5 separate regions of the Mus musculus genome follow, and all the other regions are linked to region 4. Evidence: chromatin contacts called from public HiChIP or PLAC-seq and promoter capture Hi-C data. All regions are on one chromosome and are shown on one strand. The core of a region is the stretch at or near the end of the contact, and the rest is flanking DNA. Distances in the headings are between cores, read along the strand shown. Region 1 overlaps Aak1 (AP2 associated kinase 1). Region 2 overlaps Aak1 (AP2 associated kinase 1). Region 3 overlaps 1600020E01Rik (RIKEN cDNA 1600020E01 gene). Region 4 holds the start of Anxa4 (annexin A4). Region 5 holds the start of Gfpt1 (glutamine fructose-6-phosphate transaminase 1).

Region 1 (5,133 bases), core at 1,580-4,079, 160 kb after region 4:
CACAACGCTCTCCTATCGAGCCCCAGAAATGGTCAACTTGTACAGTGGCAAAATCATCACTACGAAGGCAGATATTTGGGTATGTGTCAACTAAGCCATCCACACGGCAGATGTTAGCAGGCCTTGGCTGGACTCCTGAGCTGAACCAGTCAGGAGCACACACAGCATTGCCCAATGTTGATGAGGATCCTTTTATCTTATTGTTTTATGTGCATGTGTGCTTTGCCTGCATGTATGTCTGCATTCTATGTGCATGCAGCGTCCTCAGAACACAGGGTTGGATCCCCTGGAACTGGGATTACAGATGGTTGTGAGCCTCTATGTGGGTGCTGGGAATCAAACCTGGGTCCTATGGAAGAGCCAGTGCTCTTAACCACTGAGCCATCTCTCCGGTCCCCTTGATGATGATCTTGATGTGAGGGGACAGCCATGGCCACTTGGAATATGGGGGGATAACAAATAAAAACAAAAAACCCCACCTACTTCAGTATGCTTTTCATGTTGTGCCAGTGCTTGTCATTCATATGATATACTTCTTAAAAACAAACAAGTTGAAATCATTTTCTGATCACAGATAAAAATGTGACTCAGATGCTAGATTGTCAGTATGAGTTCTGAGATCAAATGTTTCATAGGTAATAATACTATGTGGGTTTTTTCTGTTGGTAAATGCAGACAGTACTGATCTCTTGGCAGACCACTGGCTTTATAGTAAACAAACCACTGGTTGCAATGTGCTTTCTTATTTTTTTAGGCTCTAGGCTGTTTGTTGTATAAATTATGCTACTTCACTTTGCCGTTTGGGGAGAGCCAGGTGGCGATTTGTGACGGAAGCTTCACAATTCCTGATAACTCTCGTTATTCTCAAGATATGCACTGCCTTATTAGTAAGTATTTCAAGTTTCCAGTTTTATATTTTTTTCTTTCTAATCATCGGGAATGGATTAGAGGATAAAGGGCTTAAGTTCCAGGAATAAGGCTGAATGCTTGACAAAGAAATCATCTGATACTGTTGAATAGTGGTAGCACGGCAGTGTTCGCCTAGAGAAGTTGGTCTTTTTTCGAGAAAGCTAGACCCCTCTTCAGGACTGAGCCAGCCACACTGTTGGTCTGGTAGCTGTGCTCTGAGCAGCACGGTGCTGCTGTGTTGTGCTGCAGTAGGTGTGAGAGCTCAGAGTCCAGCTGACTCACATCACGGGGTAGGAAGTGCATCTTTGAGAAGCTGGAAGCAGCTCAAGTGAGCGTGATTGCGGTACTGGAATGAATGTGTAATTAAAACCATATAACTCCACGGGCCCAGGTTTTTCCTCTCATTTAGATTATCACTAGATTTTTACAAGAAGCATCTAAATTGAGTGTCCTCTTTAAAATTCCAGAGAGTTTTATTTCTTTGTGTTATCATAGCCAGCATATGTACTAACATCCATTAACCAGATGGGAGAAAAGTAAGTGTTGTACCAGAGCATGTACTAAAATGCTAAGGAAAAAAGTCGTCCATAAAAATGCTGGCTAAGTCTGAAAAAGCCTCGTAGTCCATAAATCCTGAGCTGCTCAATCTGAGTCCTGGGCAGGGACCGTCCTGAGAGAAAGAGAAGTGAGATAGAGCATCTGACCTGTGCTGGGGCTACCTGGGCCTCACCCAGTTCTCAAAATCTGTGGGTTTGGTGGGTACTTACTTATTCACTTGCCTACTTACTAACTTATCTAGAGACAGGCTCTCACTATGTAGCTTTAGCTGTCCTGGAATTTACTACATAGACCAGGCTAGTCTTGAACTCACAGAAATCTGTGTGCTTCTACCTCCTGAGTACTAGGATTAAAGGCATGTGCCACCAAGCCTGGAAAACTTGTAGATTTTTAGGGTCATTGTTCTGTTTCATACAAGAGGGAGCTGAATGACTTACTCAAGTTGACAATGTTCTTTTGGTTTCACAACTGTCCTTTCCACTGTGACACTTTTCTCAATGAATAGGAGGATAGGGTATTTAAAGGATAGGAACGTTGCCCTTGGGGATGCCAGATTGTTTGCATAGGCAAAGCCTATCTATCTAGTCTGTGCTAGCACTGAAGGTGTGGAAGGAAGTATGGGGGAGGTATTGGAGAACAGTTGATCTTGGTGTTACTGATAGCTGCCCCCCCCCAGCCATTTTTTCTTTCTAACATCTGCATCAGTGAATTCATGTTGAAAAACCCAGCTCTTTATGAGTGATTGTCATGCTGACACCTTGTCCAAACCCCATTTAGCATGTAAGCTATTTGCAGATTCTAAACTTGCAAGCCTCAAATTCAGCCTCTTGTTGCCTCCCCAGCTCCTTTCCCCAGATTGTCCCTTTCCACTTTCTTAGTGGTATTGCCATCCAGGCCTTGATAGATAACACAGATTTTCTTTGGGTCTGAAAGAGCAAGGAAGAGGGAGGCACCCGCCATGACCTCAGCCATGTCGAGTCTCTTTAAGTTTGTGCTGAGTTCAGCAGCTGTCGTGGTTTTCACCACAGTACTACACAAACTCAGCAGATCATGGCGTGCTGCCTTGCCCCAGCTTCTCTCTCTTCATTCTTCCAACACATCCCTCCCATGGCTTATTCCTAGAAGATGTTACCTTCTCATGTCCCATTGAATAAACTTGAGGAGCTTGTCAGTGGTCCCACAGTTAGGCCTGATTCTTACCATGGTGTTTAGAGACCTTTCACATTCCTTTTCTGTCCCACCCAGGCACCCATCTTGCACTGTCCTTTGGGCTCCTGGGCTCTTGTTTCCAGGTAGCAGTGCTCACTTTCTGGCCTTTATCTAAGCTTGCCTTTGTTGGCTTTGTCCTGTCACCTGGACTTCCTCTTTCTTTGCTCTACTGTGACTAACCCTTGTCTTGTCTCTTCAGCAAGGCCATTTAAGGCCTCAGCCTCACAGATCTTTTCAGAACTTAGTGTCTAGGTCATTCATTACTTAATCAGTAAAGTGCCTTTATGTATTGTGCATATATTTACACGTGTATCTCCAAGAGTAGTAAGACCATTCGTGAGTTTGTACTTTAGACCTGGAGAGAGACCCAGGGAGTGTCAACCACCAAACCCTGAGTTCATAAAGTTTGAATTTGGTCGTATTTGTCAGTAGTTATTTGTTTAGCAGAGGTAAGAAGGTAGAAAGCATATGCATGGCCTTGGCACCTTCTAAGTCTTAAAATCTGAAGCTGCTCATTTTTATGTTGAGAAGCTGAGCCCCTGATAATCCAGGTACAGGGTATGAACCCCAAAGGTTTTGTTACAGCTCAAGGAGTTTATTTCTTGTTTCCTCTGCTAGGAAAAGGGCTGATTGAACTGTCTGATTTTCTGAAAATTGCATCTTAAAATAACCCAACTTGGTAGTAGAAAAGTTCAGTTATATAGCTGATACAACAGTTGTTAGGATGTTATGAAGTAAGTGCGTGTATGTTTGTCTTAGGGTATATGTTGGAACCAGACCCTGACAAAAGGCCGGATATTTACCAGGTTTCATACTTCTCATTTAAACTACTCAAGAAAGAATGCCCCGTTCCAAATGTACAGGTATGTGAATAGTGCTTTTTAAAACTGACTTGTAATTTTTAAGGCTGTTTTATTTGTTCTTTGAGAACTTCATACCTCCTGTCACAGTGCATTTGATTGACTCCATCCCCGTCCCTCCTCTAACTCCCCGGGACCTCCCTAACCTCTCCTCTCCCAGGCTCCTGTCAGTTCCTTTTCTTCTTTAAAAATCATCTACTGAATCCAACTAGTTGTGCCCATATGCCCACAGGTGTGGGGCTGTCTGCCTGAGCACTGGCTGCCGACTGTTCTTGCATCTACAGAGAAAAATGACTCTCAAGCAGCAGGTGTCAGCTACCTGTAGTTCTTCAGTGAGATGTGGGGTCTCTGGAATCCCTGGAATTGTGATTAGCTTGATCTTGGGCAGGCCTGGTGCATGTAACCACAGCTGTGATGGGCTCATGAAAATGGTGCTATTTAAAGGAAATAAACGTCATGAAATTGTTATTCTTGGGTCACCGTGGGTATTAATCTCTAGATTCAATGAATATTAATGTCCCTTGCTTTATTCACTTGGGACATTGAAGCAAAGCAGCTGCTATAAAGAGAGTACAATTTTCCTATGGAATTTAGTTATGAACCTGGGACAAGTACACTGAACAATAACAACCCCCACCTCCACTCCAGTGCCTGGAGATTGAGCTCTGAGGAGAGTGACCAAGTTCCCCTTTCCACAGCTCACTGAGTCTACTCAGTGATGTCTACTGTGTTTCCTGGAGTGGTGAGGTGCCTTGTTTTCCTGAGGCAAAGCCCTGTTCACCCTGCTTCTCTCTTTCTTTTTGGGCACTTTGCTTCCTTGATGCATCTCATGCATTTGTCCAGCCTCCCTTCCCTCTAACAGGGAAGTGAGAGCCAAGAAGTCGTGTTAGAAGACCTCAGATGCTACTTCCACTAGCCCTGATTAAACTAGCTATTCTTTGTTTGGAGTTTTAATTTTTATTTTTAAAATAGGATCCTACTGTATAGCCCTGGCTGACCTTGATTTCATGATCCTCCTGCCTCAACCTCTCAAGTCCTGGGATTATTGCCATAGGCCATCATATCTGGCCTCAGACAGCTTTTTCTTTACAATGAAATCTACATGCTTTTTTTTTTTTTTTTTCTTTCAACTTTTTAGAACTCTCCCATTCCTGCAAAACTTCCTGAACCAGTGAAAGCCAGTGAAGCAGCTGTGAAAAAGACCCAGCCAAAGGCCAGGTAAGAAATGCCCCCAAACTTGCATGTGTTTAATGCCAGCTGCAGCCCATTGCCTGCTGCTGGAGCCCTGTGTGGCTGGGAGGAGAAAGGAGAGGGAGCTCTTCCTCCCTGTGCAGAGGCTCTCCCCAGGGAGAGACAATAAAATCTACATTTGAAAGCAATCAAGAGCCTCACAGATGTGTTCATTGTATGGCAGTGGATACAGGGGCCTTCTGGGATAATGCCAGACTATAATGTTAATGCGTAGAGAATTGTTCTACTCTATCTCCAAGCTAGTGGGTAACCAGGTTCACCCCCTAGCCCTCTACATTCCTTTCTTCCCTGGCTCCAGTCACATTAGGGAAGTAGTCCATCAAGAGATTCCCCCTAGGTCTTAGCC
Region 2 (5,483 bases), core at 134-2,633, 130 kb after region 4:
CAAGGCAAGCAGCTCCTGCAGAACCACATCTAAGATTGCCTCTGGTTCCCACATGCACATGCGTGGACATTATCCATGTGCCTGCATGCGATGGCAGCCCTCACAGCCATTTGTACTTCGTTTTCCATGATCTCTGCCACACTTTTCTACTCTCTATGGTAAAAATTAAGAGGGAAATGAATTCAGTATTGAATTTTCACTATGTGGTAAGCATTGTTTTAAGGTGAGATGATCTGGTGGGTGGAGGAACCGACCACATAGACACAGTACTAAACTCACAATGAGTTACAAATAGTAACTTCTGTTCTGGTCAAAAATTAAAAACGAAAGTGGCTGCCAGGCAGTGGTGGTACAAGCCTTTAATCCCAGTACTGGGGAAACAGAGGCACATGGGTCTCTGTGAGTTTAAGGCCAGCATGGTCTAAAGAGCAAGTTCCAAGAAAGCCAGGGCTACACAGAGAAACCCTGTCTCAAAAACAAACAAACCAATAACAAACAAACAAACAAAAAACCAAAACTGGGTGTTATATTTCACACATATAAACCCCAGAACTCAGAAGGCTGAGGCAGGAGGATTACTATGAGTTTGAAGCCTGCCTGGGCTACAAGAGGAATTTTGGGTCAGACTAGACTAGAGTGAGTAGCCTGCTTCAACAAATAACTAGAAATTGAGGACAAGAAAGGTACAATGTTGGGAGATATGAAAGAAGTATATTATATGATGTGTGGTTGTGCCATAGTGAAACTCACTCTTCTGTAAGTTAATATAGATTGATATAAAAAATAGACCAGAGTGCTGTATATTTGAGGGAAAATAGAAGACTATATGATTCTTTTTGTAAATTACATCAATGCCCACATTCTTAAGAGTTTGTCAAGTGTGACAGTATGAAAGTTACCCTCCTGCCTCTTCTGCTTTACTTCACAGATGGAGCCCCTTTCCCTTGGGAAGTAAGAGCAGCACAGGCCACATGCGTTCTTACTCTGTCTGAAGCATCCTCAGTTGGCTTTGGAGACTGAGAGTTGTTCCCCTGATCCATTGGGGAGGGGGGAGGGGGCCGTGCTGGGGAAGTGCTGCCTGCTACCTTTCCTTCTCGCCTAGTAGTTCACTCCATTTGTTCCACAGTGCACTGTGAGTGGCTGTCACTGTTAGAATGACAAATCTTACTAGGTTTTGATTTTGATCTTATAGTTGATTCTTTTCCATTTACACATGGACCCTTTTATAGGCATAGGTGCTTAATAGTATGGCTCTGACTCTGTTGGGTATAGTGATCCTTTGCTTTGCTCTAAGAGTTATCATGATTGTAGGTATTGCAGATCTGGTCTGGCCTGCTGAGTTTTCAGCCCTAGCTGGAGAGGTCATGTTTCTGCAGCACTGCTCCCATCTGGTGGCCGTTATCTCTCATTGCAACTGCATGGCCTGCTTCAGAACGGAGTGGCTTGTCCTCCGGGATGTTAGGCACCACACCTTAAAATGCCTTTAAAATACAAATTCTTGCGAGTGGGAACATTCATCAACTCTTTTTTTTTTTTTTTTAAAGATTTATTTATTTATTATATGTAAGTACACTGTAGCTGTCTTCAGACACACCAGAAGAGGGCATCAGATCTCATTACGGGTGGTTGTGAGCCACCATGTGGTTGCTGGGATTTGAACTTCGGACCTTCGGAAGAGCAGTCGGGTGCTCTTACCCACTGAGCCATCTCACCAGCCCCCCATTCATCAACTCTTTAGGCAAGAAAGGCAAAAACTGTGATGAACAAACTATGAACTAATGTGTATATTTGTAAGTCATTTTTTAAAACCTTGCAGAGCCCGAGCTGTCAATGAAATGAAGGGTTACTTATTTCCAGTGAAGGAAATACTCATTTGCCCACTTAATTCAGCTTTGCCTTGTTATATGAAGAGATATTTTGTGGTTTGGTTTGGTTTTGTTTTGTTTGTCATGATAGATGAAGTAGAGGGAACCAGTTTGGGGGCAGTCAGGATAATGATACCTCTTTCAGGTTCTGCCCACAACTAGCTGTGAAACTCCTAAAGCCTCTCTTCACTTCTTTACCCACAAAACGGATTTGTTTGTGGGGGAGGGGCTTTATGGTGCTGCTCTTCCAATCTGTAGCTGAATGAAACCATAAAGTATTCAAAATATCTGACAAAATATCTTCTTGGGCTGTATATAAAACAATTATGAATGTAAATGGAGGGTTTTATATTTTTGCAACTACTTTCTCCAATTCTAATACATTGTAAGCTATCCCATGGTTCCAGCAGGTTTTTTTGATGGGGGAAGAAAAGACTAATGGTGCTACAGTATGTATATGTGCTACTAGACAAGACTAATATATAGTTCTTGCATTTAATTTTTGTTGCATCTCTTAAATATTGTATATTCTAAAGATATGCATCTTGGAATTTAGGAAATGTGGACCAGGTATGGTGGTACACATTTGATAACCTTGGGATTTACCAGGGCAGAGGCAGGACAATCAGCTCAAGGTCAGCAAAGGCCACATGAGACTGAGCCTCAAAAAAGAAAAACCAAAAGAAATAGGGATGGAGAAGAAGTGAGAGTAGGCTTAATTTTTGATGCTGAGTGTTCTTTTTTAAAAAGCAAGTACTCAGCTGGGTGTGGTGGCGCACGCCTTTAATCCCAGCACTCAGGAGGCAGACGCAGGCAGATCTCTGAGTTCAGGCATGGCCAAGGCTACTCAGAGAAACCCTGTCTGGAAAACCAAAAATAAAAAGTAAATACTCGCCGGGCAGTGATGGTGCATGCCTTTAATCCCAGCACTTGGGAGGCAGAGGCAGGCAGATTTCTGAGTTTGAGGCCAGCCTGGTCTACAAAGTGAGTTCCAGGACAGCCAGGGCTATACAGAGAAACCCTGTCTCGAAAAAAACAAAACAAAACAAAACAAAAAAGTAAATACTCAAAAATGCTATACATAAAATTGATAATGGGGCAGTTTAATCTATTGCAAGAAAGTAAAAGCTGTGGGTTGGGTTTTTTCTTGTTGTTGTTGGTTGAAAATATTAGAGAGACATAGTGGTTGCTGTTATAGATTCCATAGGAAGTTTCAGTGTTTACTTGAAATACTAAAGAATGTAGTTGTAGTGACAGGCAATAGAGAGACATGCAGTCTTGGTCACAATGTGGATTTGGATTCATTTGAGTACATTTACATATTTTTACAGATTAATGTATGTTTTGATTAAAGTAAGGAACAATACTTTGAGTAAGGTTCTACTGGCTGCATGGAATAGATTCCTATCCAGGATATCTTCAACAGTTCCTATAAGGTCAGTAAGTGCTGGGGACAGGAACTGAAGTGTCTGTCACTAGGCTGCAGTCAAAATGGCTCCAGTGAACCTCCCCGGGCCTAATATCTCAGTGTTCACTGCTTATCTGTCAACTTTGCAAATGGCTGCTAGCTCAATACAACCTCAAAACGCTATCACAACCTCCACTCAAATTCTCACACCCATGACTTCCCAGTGTGTGCGCTTCTGTCCAGCTTGTACCTACTTGTGTAAAGAATCAGTTAGTGATGCGTTTGCTCCTCGGGATTGAGGAACACGACATTTGAGTTAAGTGATGGAGGTGCAAGGCAGACAGCTGGGCTGTGTGCTCCTTGGAAGAACTGCTGCTTCTTCTAAGACTTTGACCTGTGATTGTTTGCCACCCTTGTCTATCTGACCCTCATAGCAAAGCATTGCACACTTCAGACAGTACTTGGAGGTGAGGTAGAAGTTAGGAGCTCTGAGATTGTGTGGAACTCCAAGACTGAACTAATTTAGCGCATTTGAGCATTCCAGTTACAGTTATATCAGTGTCTGCCAGTGAATTGTGAACTGTCTTTGGGTAAAGGAAAGACGGGTGTTGGTCAGTGAGTCCTGCTGTAGAGCAGCCCCCTTGTACTGGGTCTTCTTTCTCAGTGACACAGGTAATGAAGGTGCAGGAGTCTCCTGTTACACTTGAATGGGAGGTGCAGCAAGGAGGGGAAGAAGAAAGGAAAAGGAGAGTCCTGAAGTAAACTGACAACTGTTGATGTTAGCAAGCACTGAGAGAATTTTCTAGCTTCTCTGATAAGAAAGGAAGTACTGGGCTTAATAAGAAGACTCTTGTAGTTTCTTTGGAAGGTTCTTGATTCAGTAGAGATTCAGGGTGTCTCTGACTCTGGCTGTAAGTTCCAAGAGTGGCAGAATGCCGTCTAGGCCAGGATGGTTTGGAGCCTGGCTGGTGGCAGTGTCAGTGCCATGAGGGGTGCCAACAGTAGCCAGAGTTCCTGACTGACTCATCTTCGTGTGCTCTTCTCACAGGTGGATTCGCTCTTGTCTTTCTGGTGAGAACAAGCAATGGGGTGAAATGTGCCTTGAAACGTATGTTTGTCAACAATGAACATGACCTCCAGGTGTGCAAGAGGGAGATCCAGATCATGGTAAGCACTGCACATTGTGACTGTGGCTTCTTCTTTTTAAACGTGTATGTATGTATATATATATATATATATATATACACACACACACACACACACATACATACATCATACATACATATATTAATCACATTTTATTAATTAAAAAAATATGTTTTGATCATATTCTCCTTACTCCAGCTCTTCTTGGGTCCTCCCTCACCTCTCTACCCATCCAGCTTTTGAGTTTTCCCTCTTAAAACCTGTTAAGTCCAGTTCTGTGTTGGCTGACTACACTTAGGTGTGGAGCCTGTCCAGAAGGATGGTAGATATACTCACCATTGAAGAGAACTGACCCCCCCCCTCATAGTAATCAAATACCAATAGTTCCTCAGCTAGGGGTAGGTTTCACGGCTACCTCCCCTCCTTCATGCTGGAATTTTGTCTTGTTTGAGCTTTCGCGGGCCTTGTGCACTATTTTATAGCTGATAGGAGTTCGTGTATGCATTTGCCCTGTTGGGAAAAACACTGTGTCCTTGATGTCTGGCTCTTAAAATCTTTCTGCCCATCTCCCACATAGATCCCTGAACTTCAAGGGGAGAGGTGTGATACAGGCATCCTTGTTAGGGTCAGCACTCCAGAGTCTCTTATTCTCTGCACATTGACCAGTTGTGGGTTTCTGTGCTAATTACCATCTACCTCAAGAGACTCTGATGAGTGAGGGGCAGTGCACTGATAAGTGAGTATAGTAATAAGTCACTAGAGTCAGTTATTTGTTGCTGTGTCAACTTAACACAATAATAGTCGTAGGTTTGACCCTCCAGCCCATGACTTACCCCATGTGGCTGCTTAACACAGGTATACTGTGCAGCCTAGGAAAGTCACTGGCTGACACCTTCCTTAAGTTGACAGCAAGATCTTACACAAAGTAGGACCAACAACCAGGGTATCCAGGGCTCTGTCCCTGCCTTGATTACCCTCAATTGGAGACTGAAGGGGAAAAGGAACTTATTGGGGGAACTGAGCAGTTTAGCTCAGAAAAATAGTTTGGGACCTTGGACAAGCAT
Region 3 (5,143 bases), core at 539-3,038, 240 kb before region 4:
ACCACTGAGCCATCTCTTCAGCCCTGAGGTGTGCTTTTTTAAAAAGTAGCCTTGAATTAAGAACTTAAAACTTTTCTTGGTACAGATGTTTCCCAGTCTTCTTATGTTACGGGTGAGGAAACTGAAACTGAACCCAGAAAAGTGCAGTGACATGTCTTGAGTCACAGCTAGCCACAGTGGAACCTCAGGCATATAACCCAACTCCTGCTGAGCTGTCCTCTGGTATTGTCACTTCACAGCAAATGGTCACTAGGAATAAACTGAAAAGTTTTTACTGAGACAGGAATTTTGCCACCCATTAATGGGGAATCAGGAAGAGGTAGTAATAACTCTTTATACTCAAAATGTGGCCCATTTGAAGGATTCTGGATCCCTTTGCCCTGATGTCCCAGTTATTGGATCCTCCCTGTAATTCTCAAACTCAATAAATCCAGAAAGTTGCTTCAGCTTTGGAGAAAAGAGTTATTGAGTAGACTGGAGTGGGATAAGTGTGTTTATGCCCTGCTGTAAATAGTTGACAACCTAATCAGCTGCCAGAGCTTGGAGACAGACACTGTAAACCGTGTCTTATCAGTGGTCTAGTTTCTGTTTGCGTTCCAGCTGGGGACTCTTCTGATGGGAACCACCTGTTCCTGGTCTTTGCGCGCTTTGGATTTCCCCAGTCCTTCAGTCCTTTCAGTTTTGAAATGAAACCTGCTCTCCTGGCTAAGGTCAGGTCCAAGAGGACTTTGACAGTTCACACCGACTTGTTTTTTCTTAGAGCCAGCTGGTAAGTGAGCCTGTGGTTTGAGAAGTGGTAGTGAATCAGCTGTTGGGTAAGGACTGAGCAGTGTCATTGCTTTGGGTAACCAGGAAAACAACCAAGTATGTTTGCTCAGGAAGCTGAAAGTTAAGAGTGCAGTCGCCAGAGGGCTGCACAACCGCAGCCTTGCTTTCCAGAGGAGGACGTCTCCCACCCCCAACACCCTACCCCAGGTTTAGCTACTGTAGCCAGCCCAGACTCGCCTTGAATTCCTGATTTTCCTGCCTCAGCCTTTAGTATTAGGATTACAGGTGTATACCATCATGCTTTATTACAAAAAAGGTGTTTGGGGTTTTTTGTCTTTCTTTCTTTCTTTCTTTCTTTCTTTCTTTCTTTCTTTCTTTCTTTCTCTCTTTCTTTCTTTCTTCCCTTCCTTCGTTCCTTCGTTCGTTCGTTCCTTCCTTCCTTCCTTCCTTCCTTCCTTCCTTCCTTCCTTTCTTCCTTCCTTTCCTTCCTTCCTTTCTTTCCTTCCTTCCTTTCTTTCCTTTCTTTCCTCTGTAGCTGTCTTCAGACACACCAGAAGAGGGCATCTGATTTCATTACAGATGGTTGTGAGCCACCATGTGGTTGCTGGGAATTGAACTCAGAAACTCTGGAAAAGCAGTCAATGTTCTTAACCACTGAGCTATCTCTCCAGCTTCTTGTTTTTTTTTATTGTTTTTGAGACAGGGTTTCTCTGCAGACCAGGCTAGCCTCCAATTCACAGAGATCCACCTCCCTCCTGAGTGCTGGGATTAAAGGCATGTGCCACCATCACCTGGCTACTGCAAAAGGTTTTATCTCAGCTTCTTGTCTCCCCATAATACCTCCTCACCTCCTTTCTGTCTGAGTCTCTGGCCTCTCTCTGCTGCTTTGCTGTCCTTGCCCTTCACCATAAACGTCTCACCAGGACATAACTCTTCATTTAACTCTGTCTAGTGAGACTGGCTCACCCCATGACCTCACTAGGTTGCCCCAGGCTCATTTCTTAGCAGCATAGAACCATCCTCCCTTTAGGATTTCTGCTGGAACAATGGCAGCTGCTTTTGTTCTGCATGCTGGCATGTCTTCCTTTGTCTTCCACATTCAGTGGTCCCAGTTAAAGATCCAAGACAAGCCTGGGCACAGAGGTTCAGGAGAAAGTATGGCATTGGGAGGCTATGTTAATATGTTCAGATGTGGGCAGGTGCAAAGCCATATTTAACCATGAAGGCCATGTTGGGTGAGAGGGTAGCCTTGTTCCCTGGCTCATTCTCTTTGGGGACAGAGTGTAGCTCAGTGGTGAAGCACTTGATCCCTAGCACCACAAACACCAGGATGATTGGTAGTTAGTAATTTATATGGAATGTAGCAATTTCTGACTCCTTCTCTTATTCCTGTTCCCTGGAGAGAATGTGTCCTTGGAATGTGTAAACCCAGAAAACACTTAAAAGTTATTTTATGTCTTTAAAGTTTATCTCCACAAATGACATGTTATATACCATTCTGATACTTTGTCTCAAGAATGGGCCTTTAGCCACTATTGTGGAGTACATTTTTTTTAAAGATTTATTTATTTACTTAACATGAGTACACTGTGGCTGTCTTCAGACACACCAGAAGAGGGCATCAGATCTCAGTACAGATGGCTGTGAGCCACCATGTGGTTGCTGGGAATTGAACTCAGGACCCCTGGAAGAGAATTCAGGTGCTCTTAACCACTGAGCCATCTCTCCAGCCCTGTGGAGTACATTTTTTTGTCCAAGCACTCAGGAAGGTAGAGACAGGGAGATCTGTAAGTTCAAGGCCTGTCTGATCTATATCGTAGCAAGCTTCAGGTTAGACTCTGTCTCAAAAACAAAACGAAATAAAACAACAAAAATTGGGCCTTGGCAGTATCCCATGTTAGTAAATAGTCATTTCATTCTTTGTGGCCACTGTGTAGCATTTCATAAAATGGATAGTGCTGTGTTTTATTTAGCTACTTTCCTATTGAGAGACAAGAAAGTGTTTCTCTGTTCTAGATGATGCTCACTGTGATTTAAATGTTGGCTTTCTCTTCTGAGTTTATTGATCTCAGCCTTCAGCCAGCTTCAGTTACCACCTACACGTGGGTGATTTACAGTCTCCAGTTGTTCACAGGGAGAACTTAATGGTGGTTATTGTGTCTCTCTGTCTCTCTCTGTTTCTCTTTCTGTCTCTGTCTCTGTCTCTGTCTCTCTCTCTCTGTTTTCAGTGCTGGGGATTGAATTTAGGTGCTCACACATGCTAGGCAAGTGCTCTATCGCTGAACTGCATCACCAGCCCAGGTATCTTGCATTCATAGTAAGCACAGTGCGCTCCTTCTCTGGTACCCCATCCTCTGATATGGAAGCCCAGCAGCAACTAGACATGCTGTCTTCCCCTTCCTGGTCTGATCACTAGGCACGCACTGGAACTGACCTTCAGTAGTCTAGACATTTGCCTTCTTTGTTGCCCCTGCCTTATGCCTTGGTTTTCTAATTCCTTAGGTTAAATGCTGTTTAAAATGCTTATAGTGGTCAGGGAGCACTGAGTGATGTGTGCTGGTGCAGTCACCTCTAGTTGGCTCCGTCTGTGCATCCAGTCTTCTTTTGTTTTCAGACAGGGTCTCACTGTGCAGTCCTGGCTGGCCCTGGACTTCCTAAGTAGATTAGGCCACAGAGATTTGCTTGTCTCTACTTTCCACATGCTGGGATTAGAGAGTTGTGTGCTATTGTGTTGTCTGGATTTTTCTTTGTTACTTTTTAGAAAAAAGGTTGTCCTGTCCATTCTGTCCCTTTTGCTGTACCCATGGTGACTGCATCAGCCTGAGAAGACTGTGATGTTACGTCTCTGCTTGAGATGTTAGGGGACTGGAGATGGCTCAGCAGTTAAGAGCTTTGGCTGTGGCTTGGGAGAAAACAAGGCTTGAAGAGGAGCAGGCGAGGCTGAGTCAGTGACTCCAGAGTAAGTGCTGAGCCCTAGAGGATTCTGAGGGAGTCAGAGCTGCTTATTCGCCGCTTGGGACAGGCAGAGAGTCTGACGTGACAAAACGTGACAAAGAGTCAGGATGGGAGTATTCCTTAAAATTGGGAAATTTCCAGATGGTGGGGGTACTTAATCCCAGCACTCAGGAGGCAGAGGCAGGCAGATCTCTCCGAGCTGGAGGCCAGCCTGGTCTTCAGAACAAGTTCTAGGATAGGTAGGGCTACACAGAGAAACTGTCTCAAGAAAAGGAAAAAAAAGAATATTGTATTTGAAACAGTAACCAGGGGTCTAGAGACATGGCTCATTAGTGAAGTGCTTGCTCAGTGCTCTTACAGAGGAAGGACATGAGTTTGGTTCCCTGCATCTACTCCTAGCAGCTCATAAGCACTTGGATGCTAGCTCTAGGCTTTCATGGACTCCCACACCAGCTTGTGCACACACTTACTTACATAGACACAGAATTAAAGAAGAAATCATTAGAAATTGTAATAAATTCTACTAGTGAACAGAGGGGAAGGATGACTATTGGAACTTTGCAGTAGAGGTGGCGCCATATTTCCACAGTTGAAGAGCATATGTCTTACACATATGGAGTGGCACATGCAGCTGCTGTGAGGATAGAAAAGCTGCAACTTCTAAGAAGTGTGGGCCCTATGGAGAATGTAAATGTTACAGGAATCTTGAGGAAGGGAAACAGACTCAAAATATCAGTAATTAAGCTGGTCTTACTAAATAGCTTTTTTGGTGCCTCAAGGGGAATCGGTGTTTAAGAAATACCAAGTTCACAACCAAAAGGGGCTTACTGAGTGGAGGAGACTGAACTAGCTTATACCTTGTGCTTAAAGACATATAAAGTAAAAGAGCATTGGCTGCTCTTGCACCAGACCTGGGTTCTGTGATCAGCACCCACATGGTGGCTCATAACCACTTGTAACTCTAATTCCAGGGGATCTGGTGCCCTCTTCTATGGCCATTGCAAGTGTGTGGTACACTGACATACATGTAAATACTCATACATATAAAATAAGAATATAAGGCAAGTATGCTAGTGGTGGGGGCAAACACCTTTAGTCTCAGCACTTAGGAACTACAGGTAAGCAGATTTCTGAGTTCAAGGCCAGCTTGGTCTTCAGACCAAGTTCCAGGACAGCCAGGGCCAGGACAGCCAGTGCTACACAGAGAAACCCTGTTTCAAAACAAAAAAACAAAAACAAAAACACGAAAACAAAACAAACCAAACATAGGATATTGCTTTCCTGGATGGCTGAGAGAATGGAGTAGTCAGCAAGATAGGAAATAGAGGGGGCTGAATCCTGAGGTCTCCTGAGAACAGCATGGTGGATGGAGGGTAAGGAGGGCTGGGCAAACATCTCAGGCCAGGTCATGGATAACCAC
Region 4 (5,693 bases), core at 2,256-4,755:
GACAGAAGGATGTCAAACTCCAAGTTAGCCTGGGTTACACGGTAAGAACCGCTCAAAAAAAAAAAAAAAAAAAAAAAGAATGGTGCAAGAGCCAGGTGTGGTGGCACATGCCTTGAACCACAACACTAAGGAGGCAGAGGCTGCCAGATCTCTATGAGTTCTAGGTCAACCTGGTCTGCATAGTGAGTTCCAGGAGAGTCAGGGCTGTTGTCTTAGAAACAGGCAAACAAGAATGGGGCAAGGATCTAAGTAGTATTTAGACTTTCTAGGGGAGCTTGATGAACCCTGACGTTTGAGGAAGTATTAGGAATCTTTTATAGCTTTATCAGTACAGTTCTACAGAGCCTCTGCCCAGGCCTTTTCTGCAGTGAGAACTCTCAGCAGCTCTAACACCCTCCCTATGCGTCCCAAAAGCCACTTTCTCAAGTTCAATGAGCAAATACCCGTTATCATAAGGAGTTACTCATTCCCAAGCCCACATGCCAAGCCCTTCAGGAATTTAAGAGCCATTGATTCCTACCCCCACACGCACACACTACAGCTTCCCTTTTCTGATCAAAAAAGCTTCAGGTTTCTGTTGAGGCAGGGGATGCTGGGGATTGAACCACTGGTCTTGTGATCTTAGGCAAGCAATCTACCAGCAGAGTTACATTCTCATCCCGGCTCTACCTCGGTCAACTCTATTTCACATGGCACGTTGCCACGGAGAACGTTGAAGCAAAAAGAAAAACACAGATCAAGACTCTGTTAAGAAGCCAGGAATCCACAGCTCACTGTGAACCAAGTCCAGAGTCTCAGTTGGACTTGAGCCTCACCTCACTTTGGAGGGCCGGGACTTGAAGCCTTGCATCTTCAACTGGACCAGGTTATGAGCCCATTCCAGGCTGAGGAGAATTAGAATAATGTGATTAAGCTGATCACTACTCAAAGACACTCTGAGGAGACCATCTCAGTGCCTGTTAAACTCCCTCCATACTGCAAGAGAACAAACCACCAAGGTTTGGAGAAAATGGCAGCCCCAAACCCAAGCAACACCTCTTTGAAAAAAAAAGCTTAAAAGGTATGTAATTTTGGTGGCTAGAGACGTAGCTCAGTTGGGAGAGTTACCTAGCCTGCACAAGGCCCTGGGTTGGATCCTCTGCACTCCATAAGCTTAGGCATGGTTCCTTACATCTATAATCTATAATAATCTATAATCTATAATCCCAGCATTCAGGAGCAGAGACAATAGGATCAGAAGTTCGAGTACATCCTTGGCTATACAGGAAGTTTGAGGCCAGCCTGGGCTACCTTAGACCCTATCTCAAATTCGAAGATAAAATAAAGAATACACTTTTAAGGGCTCTCCTCCCAATTTTCCCTACAATTTAAATGTAAAACATGGTTTTAGTTGAGTAATTGGGTGAAACTGACACTTAAAGAAAAATCTGCTTACTCACTCTGTAGCTTCCCCCATTCCCTGACACATGACCCATCTCCAGTGCAGACCCCTCACCTTGCTCTCTCTTGGAGAGGATCAGGGTAGCCTACAACTATGCAAGCAAGATCAGGAAAAGAAAGGATTGGCTGGTCACAGACAAAGCAATGTGCCCTGGGATGTAGGGCTGTAGGACCAAGAGGCTTGCCCTGTGGGCACTGATGGCTGAGGGAGGACCAAGAGGCTCACCCTGTGGGTACTGATGGCTGGCAGGCACAGCTTGACCTGTTAATCTCCAGACTGCTTTCAGAGAAAAAGAAGATCCCTGACCAAAGCAGGGACTCCAGCTAGGAGGAAATCATCACCCTTTCCCTAATAGCTCTGTGTCTCTAGGACCACTGGGTGAGTGTACATGTGTGTGTGTGTGTGTGTGTGTGTGTGTGCCCTGAAATCAACAGAAAGCTGAGTTGACTGGCTTTGGCAAAATGGCCATCACTGAAGTTAGTGGCTCTCAAGTGGCTGTGGTAATCTCAATCTAGTTTTCAACCTCTCCTGCACACTCTTTACAAAAGCATTAAATTAATTAATTGTGTGTGTGTGTGTGTGTGTGTGTGTGTGTTCTCCAAGCCCACAATGGGGTGTCAGACACCCTGGATCTGGAGCTTCAGGCAGTTGGGAGCCATCTGGAGTGGGTACTGGGAGCATCGAGTGTTCTTGAACCAAGACCTCCAGCCCCTACCTACTACTCTTGTGTTGGTTTTGGTTTTTTGTTGGCTGGGTCTTTCTTTTTTTGAAGGCCAGATCTCGAATAGTCCAGACTACCCTCCAATATTACCCTGAACTACCGATTGTCCTGAAGTATGAGATTCTATTCCTTTTAAATCTAAAACGGGAAGCTTCCAAAAGGGTGTTGCTTGGGTTGGGACTGTCATTTTCTCCAAACTGTCCTCAAAGGCAAACGTACACCTGATTTATTTGGAGCCAAGGATAAAACCCAAGGCTTCTGGTGTGCTGGGGGCACGCTATCAACTGAATATATGCCTGGTCCTCTCTTCTTGTTCTTCTCTCCTCCGTTCTCTAGGGACTCACGGCCATAAATGGAGTTGCTTCCCACCTAAGGAAACAGTGAGTCTGGGAATGATGGGCAGAGGGATAGGTAACAACCGGCCATCCTATCCATCCTTCCACCATCCACTAAAGTGCCCAGTTTTAATGAAAGGCGCAGTTGCTTAAGGCCCAGAGTGCTCCTCCAGTAAATGGAGGCTTTCATACCCTTGAGGTGCACATTGAGCCAGCAAAGTGTTAAACCGCCAATTGTCTTAGGCGCCAAAGTCTCCAACTGGTCAAAGCACCGAGGACTAAGTTAAAATGTAGACACAGGCAGACACAGAATAAAAACTAAGAATAAGATGATTCCTGGGCGCCAGGCACTGTGTGGAGACCGTTCGCTACAAGAGAGGCGAGGAGCGCCCTAAGAAGACGAGAAAGCAAACTTACTTGCAAAAAGAAAAGGCAACACAAGTAGTGCTGGAGTGAGCTTCAGAGAATGTTAACTCAGTGGCTTATCCTCAGTGCGGAGTCCCGGGGGGGCTTTGACTCAGCAAAGGACTGCAGGAGTGCTGTGCACCGTGCGGCACTGCCTGCTCCTCCCCACGTTTCCCAGGTGGCTGCTCCGGTCCGGGACCTCACGCTTCCAGGGCGCGGAGCCAAGTGGCCCAAAGAACCCGCCTCTGGTCACAGCACCCGGTCCCTGAGCCCAAGATCCCCAGCCACAGTCTAGGACAACCGGCAGGAGCCCAAGATTCCCAGGTCCAAGCCTAGGACAGCGGGCGAGCCCAGGATCCCGAGGTTAAGTTCAGGTTTCCAGGCCCCAGCTGCGACCCAGCCTAGGATTCCCCAAATGAAGTCTAGATCTCCAGGTCCGAGCCTAGGACACCTGCCCGGAGCCTAGGACCCACACCCAGACCCCAGAGCCCGCGGCGGAGGTCCGGACCACTGCCCTAAGCCCCTTACCTCTGGTGCGGAGAAAGGCTCTAGACTACGGCGAATGCCACACCCTCGTCCCGGCCGATAGGACCCGCCCAGTCTCGGGGTGGAGACTGAGCCCAAGTTCCTGGTTGTCCCTTTGCCCACAGGAAAGTCCCTCCCCGGAGAAGCGCAGCTAGAGCACGAGAATCGCCCCCAGCACCAGGAGGGGCCTGAGGCAGATCACGCACTCGGCCTTTAACCCCACTGAGGACAGCGAGCCCACTCAGGACCCTGACCCTGCACAACCAGACTCCCAGGGTCTCAGCCTCGCGTCCTGCTGGGGTCGCACAACGTACTTGGGGCCTCGGCGCTCCAGTCTAGAGTGTAACTTGAAAAATCAGAACGTGACATCTGAGGACACAGTCCATGTCCTCCTTTCACATTATAACATACGTTCCAGAAAATTCTCAGCAGTTGCACGCCTCCCTTAAAGAAGACAGATGCAATCCTCAAAGTCAGGGGAAGGGTTCTCGGAGACAGGTACAGGTCACCGTTGGGACCGGGGTTAGAAGCAACTCTGGGTTTCCCACTAAACTTCCAACTGAAGCATTTCTTGGTTGCTAGCCAGCCTGGTTCTGGCTCCTTGCTGGACACGGAGGCACATGCCTCTTGCTACAAGGATAATGAATGCTTGAAGAACAGAGGCAGGTGCAGGCAACAGAGGCTCCACAGGCAACCTCCAATTTCATTTAACAAAGAATGGGTCGCTTTGGGCAGTGTTTGCTCTCTAGCCAACCAAAACCTAGGTGGTCATTATTTTAAATTGTATCAGCAACTGTAGCTAGAGGAGGTGGCTTATTGTGTGGTCAGGAGGAGGAAGGCTGAGGGGGTCAGGAGGAGGAAGGCTGATCTAGACTTGGGCCTGTTTTTTCATGTTCCAAAGTCTATATGTTTCTAAGCTTCCACAAGGGAAGACAAAATTAATCATGGTAATAGGAAGGACAAAATGAAGATTCAAGACTATTGTATCCTTTTAAAAGTAATTACATGCAGGGGAGGTGGGGTGGGGGGTGGATAAAGGTTAGTGTCTAGGAACTGTAGTTAGCCCACAGCTAAGCTGATCTTTATAGCAAGTGCAACCAGGCCACAGGCCTCTGATGTCACTTCTCCCAAAGTCTGCCCTAGCCCAGGTAGGGAAGCCACAGACAGAGGCTTTTACTATTACATATAAATACGTGTGCATTTTACTTATTTTATGTGTACAGATTTTTGTCTGTCTGTATGTCTACACACCAGCATAGGATCCCTTGGCTGCTGGGAATTGAAGACCTGTCTTCGGGGAAGACTCAGTGCTAGTCCCCACCTGAGTCTTTTATGGGAAACAAAGGCCAGGACTCCATCTGACCCAGGCTCATCTGGGATCTGAGGTCTGGGATCAGGGAAGGGCTGACCTCCAGTAGGAGTCTTGACTCTTTCTGAGCTCTGACAGGTGACATGCGACTTCTTCCAACAGATGGCAGGCTCTCCTGGGAATGCCCAGGAGTGCACTAACAGGGCATCTGCATCTTGTCTTACTTCTGGGGACCTGATCTAACCCAGAGCGACAAAACAATGAATAGAGCTGTTCAACTTAAGGACTCAGACTTCACACTAAAGATATCAAAATTAGGCACCACCAGGCACACACATGATGTACCTGCACACTTGCAGACAAAGTACTTGTATACATAAAGTAAAACAATAATTTTTTTATAAATATGAGAAGAGCGCCAGGCAGTGGTGGCGCACGCCTTTGATCCCAGCCCTTGGGAGGCAGAGGCAGGCAGATTTCTGAGTTCAAGGTCAGCCTGGTCTACAGAGTGAGTTCCAGGACAGCCAGGGCTACACAGAAAAGCCCTGTCTCGAAGAATATATATATATAAATGAATGAAAAGAGCACAGACTGCTCTTCTAGAGGATCCCAGGTTCAATTCCCAGCACCCACATGGTGGTTCACAACCATCTTTAACTCCAGTTCCAAGAGATCTAACAATCTCCTCTGGTCTCCATGGGCATCAGGCATGCAAGTGGTGCACAGGCATGCATGCATACAGACAAAAACACCCATACACATTTTTAAATACCAAAATAAATACACATATCTGTTAGATTTCAAGCCCAGAACAAATGGCCAAGTTACTTAACAGACGCTGGCTGCCATGTTCTCACTGCATCCTGCCTGTCCCGACCTGTGTCAGGCACCCTCCTGGATGGCATACCTTAGGAGAGTCAGATCAGCAGCAGGCTTGATTGGGAGGAGTTCCTTAGG
Region 5 (5,641 bases), core at 3,078-5,577, 250 kb after region 4:
TGACTGACAAAGTTGCTGGAGGAAGGCCTGGTAACCCGTGTACATCATCTGTGTGGGAGCTTAACCTTGTGGACGAGGTACCCTGGACAGGGAGAGCTAATCAGGTCTGCATTTGAAGGGATATTCTAGGGAGAAGGTATGTAGGTTAAGCTGGGGTAATTAGTGGAACCAAAGGGGCCCAGTCCAGAGGCCTTTCTATAGATGACTGGTGTTGTCATAGTGTGTGTGTGTATGTGTGTGTGTGTGTGTGCAGATATCCATGTAAGTCAAGAGTGTGGATGTGATGTGTGTGTATGTATGTGTGTGTAGATACACCTGGAATCCAGGAGAGAGAGAGAGAGAGAGAGAGAGAGAGAGAGAGAGAGAGAGAGAGAGAGAACTTGTTCATGCATGCAGGTGCTTATGGAAGCCAGGAGCAGGTGTTGTATCCCTTGGAGTTTGTACGCTTAGATTTTTCAAAACCTGCTTTATTTAGGGTTCTTAAACACTCCAACCCTCCTCCTAGCCCACCTTCTTTCTAGTTCACTACTTCTAGAGGTAAGTGGAAAAAGAAGGTTAATTGGGAAAAGGAAGTTGTGGACCTGTTTTGAAGTAGTTCTTTGGGGGTGATCCCACTCTTTGTTATCAGGATACCAACAGCCCAATTCAATAGCAACCACCAAACATGAATCAGTAGCAGCAGCAGATCCAGCAGCAACAGCAAGGCTCTGCCTGATCTGCAGGAGGCAGTGGAAGCGGCCGAAAGAGGCGGCCAGGAGCAGCTGGGCACCACGAGTTCTTTGGTTTATTTCCCTCTAGGAAATGAAGAGCAGTGACGTGTTGCCTGGTGGAGCAAAGCTAGAGCATCCTCTCACTGTCTGTGGGGTTCTATTTATATTCTTTCTAAACATCATGTCCCCTCTCAAGTGTCTGTTTTCAGCAAAACAGTCCATGCCCTCTCTCACAAGATGGCTTCCGGAAAAAACGTCATGAGACACAACTGAGTTGTTAAAGAAACCAGAAATTTCCATTTCAGGAGCTACAGTCACAGCGAGCCACCTTATTTGGGAGCTAGAAACTGAACCCTGGTCCTTCAGAAGGACAGCATGTGTTCTAAACCCCTGAGCGGTCTCTCCAGCCCGGTGTGTCTTCTGAGACAGGGGCTTGGCTGGCCTGGAAGTCTCTTTGCTCTCAAGGATGACTTTAAACTCCCTACCCTGCCTCAGCCTTCAGATTTTCGATTTTTTCTTCTCACAGGCCTCAGGCTGTCTCTCCTTCCCTATTTACCACTATCTTTCCTACCCACTGGGTAAGATTTACTACAAAACTCCTTCAAATTTCAAACATATGTATCCTAGCACCTCTATTTCATTTTACACAATACTTTCATTGCTATTTATTAGAATTTGGATAAGGGGAATGTAGGTAAAAGGACAAAGAAAAACACCTTGACCCAGACTTGACCCCAAGACCAGGGCCAAGAAACAGAATCCCATCAACCCCTGGCCACTCTGGAATCCCCCCCCCCCCCGCACTCCCCCCATCCCCCCCCCATCCCCCCAATCCTCTATAAACCTCTCTTCTGCTCAGTTCTCTGCTGCTTCTTGCCCTCCTGGGTCACTCCCCGCCCTTCCCTGCACCCCATACATCTCTCGTGTGAAGTTTGTTGTGCAGTGTGACTGTATGGTATCCTTGGCTCTGGAATGCCAGGAGACCTCTCTAAGCAGAGCTGTAACACTTTTTTGGGGGGAAACCTCCCCCTGCTGGAGCAGAACTGAAACACTTTGACTGAAGGATCAGAGCTGTTCCACTGGGGTTGGGGGAGCCTTCCCCCCACAGGCAGAGCAGAGCTGTAATACCTCTGTAAGGGAAGAGTTTACTTTCAGAGCTGTGACACTTACAGGAAACAAAAATCACAGAGATGAGGAAGGTCAAAAAGTCTTAAAGCAAGGACTAGCTGGCTAGCCTTATATCAACTTGACACAAGCTAGAATTGCCTGAAAGGAGGGAGACTCGTTTGAGAAAAATGTCTCCATAAGATCCAGCTGCAAGGCATTTTCTTACTTAGTGATTGATTGGAGAGGGCCCGGGCCCAGCTCATGGCGGGTGGTGCCATCCCCAGGATGATAGTCCTGGGTTCTATAAGAAACAGACTGTGCAAGCCGTGCAGAGCAAGACAGTAAGCAGCATCCCACCATGGCCTCTGCATTAGCTTCTGACTCCAGGCCCCTGTCCTGTATGAGTTCCTGTGTGGCTTCCTTCAGTGATTGACTACAGTGTGAAAGTATAAGCCAAATAAACCCTCTCCTCCCCAGCTTGCTTTTGGTCACCATGTTTTGTTGCAGCAATAGAAGCCCTAATTAAGACAGAGACTCTCCCTCCTTAAATTTGTTCAGTGTTGCTGGTTAGGAGAAAACAAAACAAAACAAAAAAACCGTGTTCTCAGATGTTCAAATTAGGCTCAGATGGCCTCTTTCCTTCACACAGCATTTATTTTCTCCTCTGGGTTTATTTTTACAGGCCCAGAGAAGGCAGAGCTCTACACAGAGGAGGGGCAGTGTCTGAGCTGGCACATGGTTACAAAGCATTCTTTGTATGGTGGTTTAGTGAGCTTGTTCAAGGCTGGGCTGGAGAGCATTGGCCTTTAAAGTTTCCTTTCAGCTGGTGCTGAGCACCTACCCAGACAGCAGCAGAACGGAGATGGGTAAGATAAGGAACTGTGAGTCGGTAGGCACAGCTGAACAAAGTACTGTAGCTGAAACACTTTGCTGGTACTACTGCCATTTCCTTTGTGGCATCGACAGGTTTGCTGCCAGCAAACAAGGGAGGCAAGGCACCAGAACCACACTTCGGTTCTTGTGCAGTATCATTCAAGTCGCCTTCCAGGGGAGGGTCTCTAAGAGGTCCTCTAAGGAACATGTCACTGTGTTAGCTCTGCCAACGTAATCTAGGGACCTGTGTAATGGCTTGGAATAATGAAGAGCCTTTTAGATGAGAAATACTTCCTTGATTACTTTTTCTAGCCTCTATTTGAGATAGGCGATAAAAAAACTGAAAAGCCTTTGCTTCCTTGCACATACAAAGAGCTTAGGACAAGCCTATAAGGCTTTTATCACTCTTTCCAGCCACCAGAACAGTTTTAATTTGCCACGTATTGCTCTGGTCTATGACTAGGCAAGTGTTGGTTATTAAAAAAAAAAAAAGCCAACCAAACAAACAAACAAAAAAATCTCACTCTATCATAAAGGAACTTAACAGTTTAGTGGGGAGAGGAAAAAAACCACCTTTAATACAGAAGTCTGTTATAGCCGGGCGTGGTGGCGCACGCCTTTAATCCCAGCACTCGGGAGGCAGAGGCAGGCGGATTTCTGAGTTCGAGGCCAGCCTGGTCTACAGAGTGAGTTCCAGGACAGCCAGGGCTACACAGAGAAACCCTGTCTCAAAACAAACAAACAAACAAAAAACAAAACAAAAAACAAAAAACCAAAGAAGTCTGTTATTGTATGAGACAGATCAAAGGATGAGATGTTAAAACCATCTTGGGGAGACCTAAAGATGTCACACTTAAAAGTGGCAAGGATGTGATGTGGGACTCTGTAGAATAACCCTGGCGTGCAGTTTTGAATGCTGGAGCAGTAGGAAGGGGATTCTGGCTGAGAGTGCTTCTGTGGGCCCTACTCATTCATTTCCGTTAGAGCTATCAAGTGCGGGCTGATAACCAGCTACTTTTGCTCCAAGGTATTATTTAAACCTTCTGAAAGGGAACGCCCCGCTAACTCCTCTTTTCTCAACGGAGAGTTCATTCGCGACAAGAGCGATCCCGAGTACAACGTGCCCACAGCTTCCCTGAGCGCAGGCGCAGTGCTGGGACTACTGACTAGTGGTACCTTAGGCAGAGAACAGTGAGGAAGGCAGGGAGTGGGGCGCTGAGCACCTTGCCTACAGCTCAGGTCGTCACCGGAATGGCTGCCCGAGGGCGTCCTGCAGGCTCCCGCACCTCTGCGCCAGCAGCGCAGTTCCGGCCACCGTGGCTCTGCACACTGACACGTCTGTCCCAGGCTCTCCCTCCTGCCCTACAGCTTTTCTCTCTGTCTCCCTCCTTCCCGTTCCCCTTGAAACACACAAACTGCTGTGTAAACATTCCCTTCCTCCTCCTCCTCCGAGGCTCGGCTCGCCCTCAGCGGGCGGCTCCAGGAACCTAAAGCGGATGCTGGTCGAGCCCCTGCCACGTCGCTACCCGCAGCTCTGCGTCTGCGCGCTGGGCGGGCGATGCCTGCGCGTGAGCGGCGCGGGCGCGGCCCAATGGGAGAGCCGCGGCGGCGCGCGTGGCCGGGGGGGGCGGGGCGGCAGTTGAGAGCGAAGCGAGCGCTGAGTCGGACTGTCGGGTCTGAGCTGTCGCATCCCAGAGTCCTCTCATTGCCACCACCCCGGCCCGAGCTCACCCTCGCTTCTGAAGCTCTCCGCGCGCCCGACAGCTCAGCCCTCGCCCGTGACCAACATCATGTGCGGTAAGGGCAGCGATGGGGGTGTGTGGTGGCCGCAGGGCCCGCGCAGTGAAGCCAGAGGTGGACAGCGCGTGTCAACAGAGCGGCCTTGGGGCTGGGGTCCTGAAGAGAAGGGGGGCTTGTGGAGCGGGCATCCCGAGGAGATTGAGGGTCCTGAGGGGAGCCGGGATCTGGAAGGAGAAGGGTCTCTGGGGAGAAAGGCTGCTGTCCGTGAGGCAGGGACTCTAAGATGGGGATTCCGGTGTTGAAGGGGCGGCCGGAGCTAGTGTGCTTAAGAGGGACCGGCAGAGGAGATTGTGGGGGCCCTAGGAGTCAGAGGCTACTTAAAGGGGCTAGAGGATTGGGGGTGGGGTGGGCCAGGGAGGGTATCAGAGCGTTCAAGGGGCACCTTTGCATAGAGCTCAGAGGATAGATGAATACCTACCTTAGAAGAGCTGTGAGGCTCAAAGTGAGACCAAGTATGGAGGGATGCCTAGGGGAAGGTCCACCAGGTGAGTGAGGCGACCTGTGAACATGCTGTGTGGTACTGGGGGTTAAACTCATAAAGGCAGCTTGTCAAGTGAGTGAGTACTCTTTCCCTTAGCCACACCCCCCAAATCCCCTTTTTCTGTCTCTTTGTAACTGGGTCCCACTTGGTAGCCCAGGTTGGCCTGTAATTCACATTGCCCTGTCTCAGCCTTCCAAGTGTTGTGATTATAAGTATGAATGACCACTCCTGGCTGGTAGCATTTCTTGAATTTACTTATCTTGCAGTCTTAAAAATACTTAATTCTAGTCACTTTATTTTAGGCAGGCCTGCGAGAACTCAAGCCAACGCACTGACAGTGATACCCCACATGACTTCTGCCACTCTTAAGTCTCTCAACAGGAACCATTACTAAATCAATAACTTGATGAAATGGGCTCAGAGCTGATCTTGTTGGAAGAGAGAGTAGTAGTCCTGGCTAAAGATCCCACATCATGCATGTACACCTGTTTAACATATGTCTTTACTACAACCATTAAAAAAAACAGGCTCTTTTATTCCATATTTTAAGGCTTCTTATTTAGCTGGGCGGTGGTGGTACAACGCCTTTAATCCTAGCCCTCAGGAGACAGAGGCAGGTGGAAATCAGTGATTTTGAGTACAACCTGGTTCCAAGACAGCTGGAGCACAG

What was found. Promoter capture Hi-C pulls out the DNA fragments that hold promoters and counts their contacts. HiChIP or PLAC-seq counts read pairs in DNA pulled down with a chosen protein or histone mark.
Region 1: a contact with region 4 is called in a promoter capture Hi-C map of the HPC-7 cell line. The contact joins the enhancer-like site here to the promoter of Anxa4 in region 4. A contact is called at or near these places in 10 of 39 promoter capture datasets (the 3T3-L1 cell line, 3T3-L1-derived adipocytes, the C10 cell line and 7 more), 2 of 484 Hi-C or Micro-C datasets (fibroblasts and sperm), 5 of 115 datasets of contacts at active chromatin or transcription factors (bone marrow-derived macrophages, embryonic stem cells, large pre-B cells and 1 more) and 4 of 9 other capture datasets (adipose tissue, liver, macrophages and 1 more).
Region 2: an H3K4me3 HiChIP or PLAC-seq map of bone marrow-derived macrophages shows a contact between it and region 4, with 3 times the contacts expected there. The contact joins the enhancer-like site here to the promoter of Anxa4 in region 4. A contact is called at or near these places in 10 of 39 promoter capture datasets (the 3T3-L1 cell line, 3T3-L1-derived adipocytes, the C10 cell line and 7 more), 4 of 15 datasets of contacts at CTCF or cohesin (CD8 T cells, the NIH/3T3 cell line and embryonic stem cells), 22 of 484 Hi-C or Micro-C datasets (B cells, B-cell progenitors, LSK cells and 17 more), 15 of 115 datasets of contacts at active chromatin or transcription factors (CD8 T cells, bone marrow-derived dendritic cells, bone marrow-derived macrophages and 9 more) and 2 of 9 other capture datasets (adipose tissue and liver).
Region 3: an H3K27ac HiChIP or PLAC-seq map of bone marrow-derived dendritic cells shows a contact between it and region 4, with 2.3 times the contacts expected there. The contact joins the enhancer-like site here to the promoter of Anxa4 in region 4. A contact is called at or near these places in 3 of 39 promoter capture datasets (3T3-L1-derived adipocytes, HPC-7-derived erythroid cells and embryonic stem cells), 1 of 15 datasets of contacts at CTCF or cohesin (pro-B cells), 47 of 484 Hi-C or Micro-C datasets (the 63-12 cell line, the AML12 cell line, B cells and 21 more) and 8 of 115 datasets of contacts at active chromatin or transcription factors (bone marrow-derived dendritic cells, bone marrow-derived macrophages, embryonic stem cells and 4 more).
Region 5: a contact with region 4 is called in an H3K27ac HiChIP or PLAC-seq map of embryonic stem cells, with 6 read pairs. The contact joins the promoter of Gfpt1 here to the promoter of Anxa4 in region 4. A contact is called at or near these places in 8 of 115 datasets of contacts at active chromatin or transcription factors (the NIH/3T3 cell line, effector CD8 T cells, embryonic stem cells and 4 more) and 1 of 9 other capture datasets (macrophages).

Annotation. Positions count from the first base shown.
Region 1 is chr6:86,946,107-86,951,239 of GRCm38.p6, forward strand. It overlaps Aak1 (AP2 associated kinase 1), which reads left to right. Exons shown (of 16, transcript NM_001378654.1): 6 at 1-79; 7 at 755-887; 8 at 3,436-3,539; 9 at 4,675-4,754. Among named protein-coding and RNA genes, the nearest start is that of Nfu1, 61 kb to the right of the region's middle. Within about 2 kb of position 2,830, at least 21 of the 459 cell types and tissues checked have an H3K27ac peak or open chromatin away from gene starts, as enhancers often do. A contact at or near this core is called in the HPC-7 cell line, bone marrow-derived macrophages and microglia, where this site is marked.
Region 2 is chr6:86,920,693-86,926,175 of GRCm38.p6, forward strand. It overlaps Aak1 (AP2 associated kinase 1), which reads left to right. Exons shown (of 16, transcript NM_001378654.1): 2 at 4,322-4,440. Among named protein-coding and RNA genes, the nearest start is that of Aak1, 74 kb to the left of the region's middle. Within about 2 kb of position 1,384, at least 17 of the 459 cell types and tissues checked have an H3K27ac peak or open chromatin away from gene starts, as enhancers often do. A contact at or near this core is called in CD8 T cells, bone marrow-derived macrophages and regulatory T cells, where this site is marked.
Region 3 is chr6:86,547,388-86,552,530 of GRCm38.p6, forward strand. All of the region lies in intron 3 of 1600020E01Rik (RIKEN cDNA 1600020E01 gene), which reads left to right. Among named protein-coding and RNA genes, the nearest start is that of Gm38676, 21 kb to the left of the region's middle. Within about 2 kb of position 1,789, at least 124 of the 459 cell types and tissues checked have an H3K27ac peak or open chromatin away from gene starts, as enhancers often do. A contact at or near this core is called in Th1 cells, Th17 cells, bone marrow-derived dendritic cells and 6 more, where this site is marked.
Region 4 is chr6:86,790,079-86,795,771 of GRCm38.p6, forward strand. It overlaps Anxa4 (annexin A4), which reads right to left and starts at 3,506. Exons shown (of 13, transcript NM_013471.2): 1 at 3,431-3,506.
Region 5 is chr6:87,038,519-87,044,159 of GRCm38.p6, forward strand. Gfpt1 (glutamine fructose-6-phosphate transaminase 1) reads left to right here and starts at 4,328. Exons shown (of 19, transcript NM_013528.3): 1 at 4,328-4,487. The coding sequence starts at 4,481.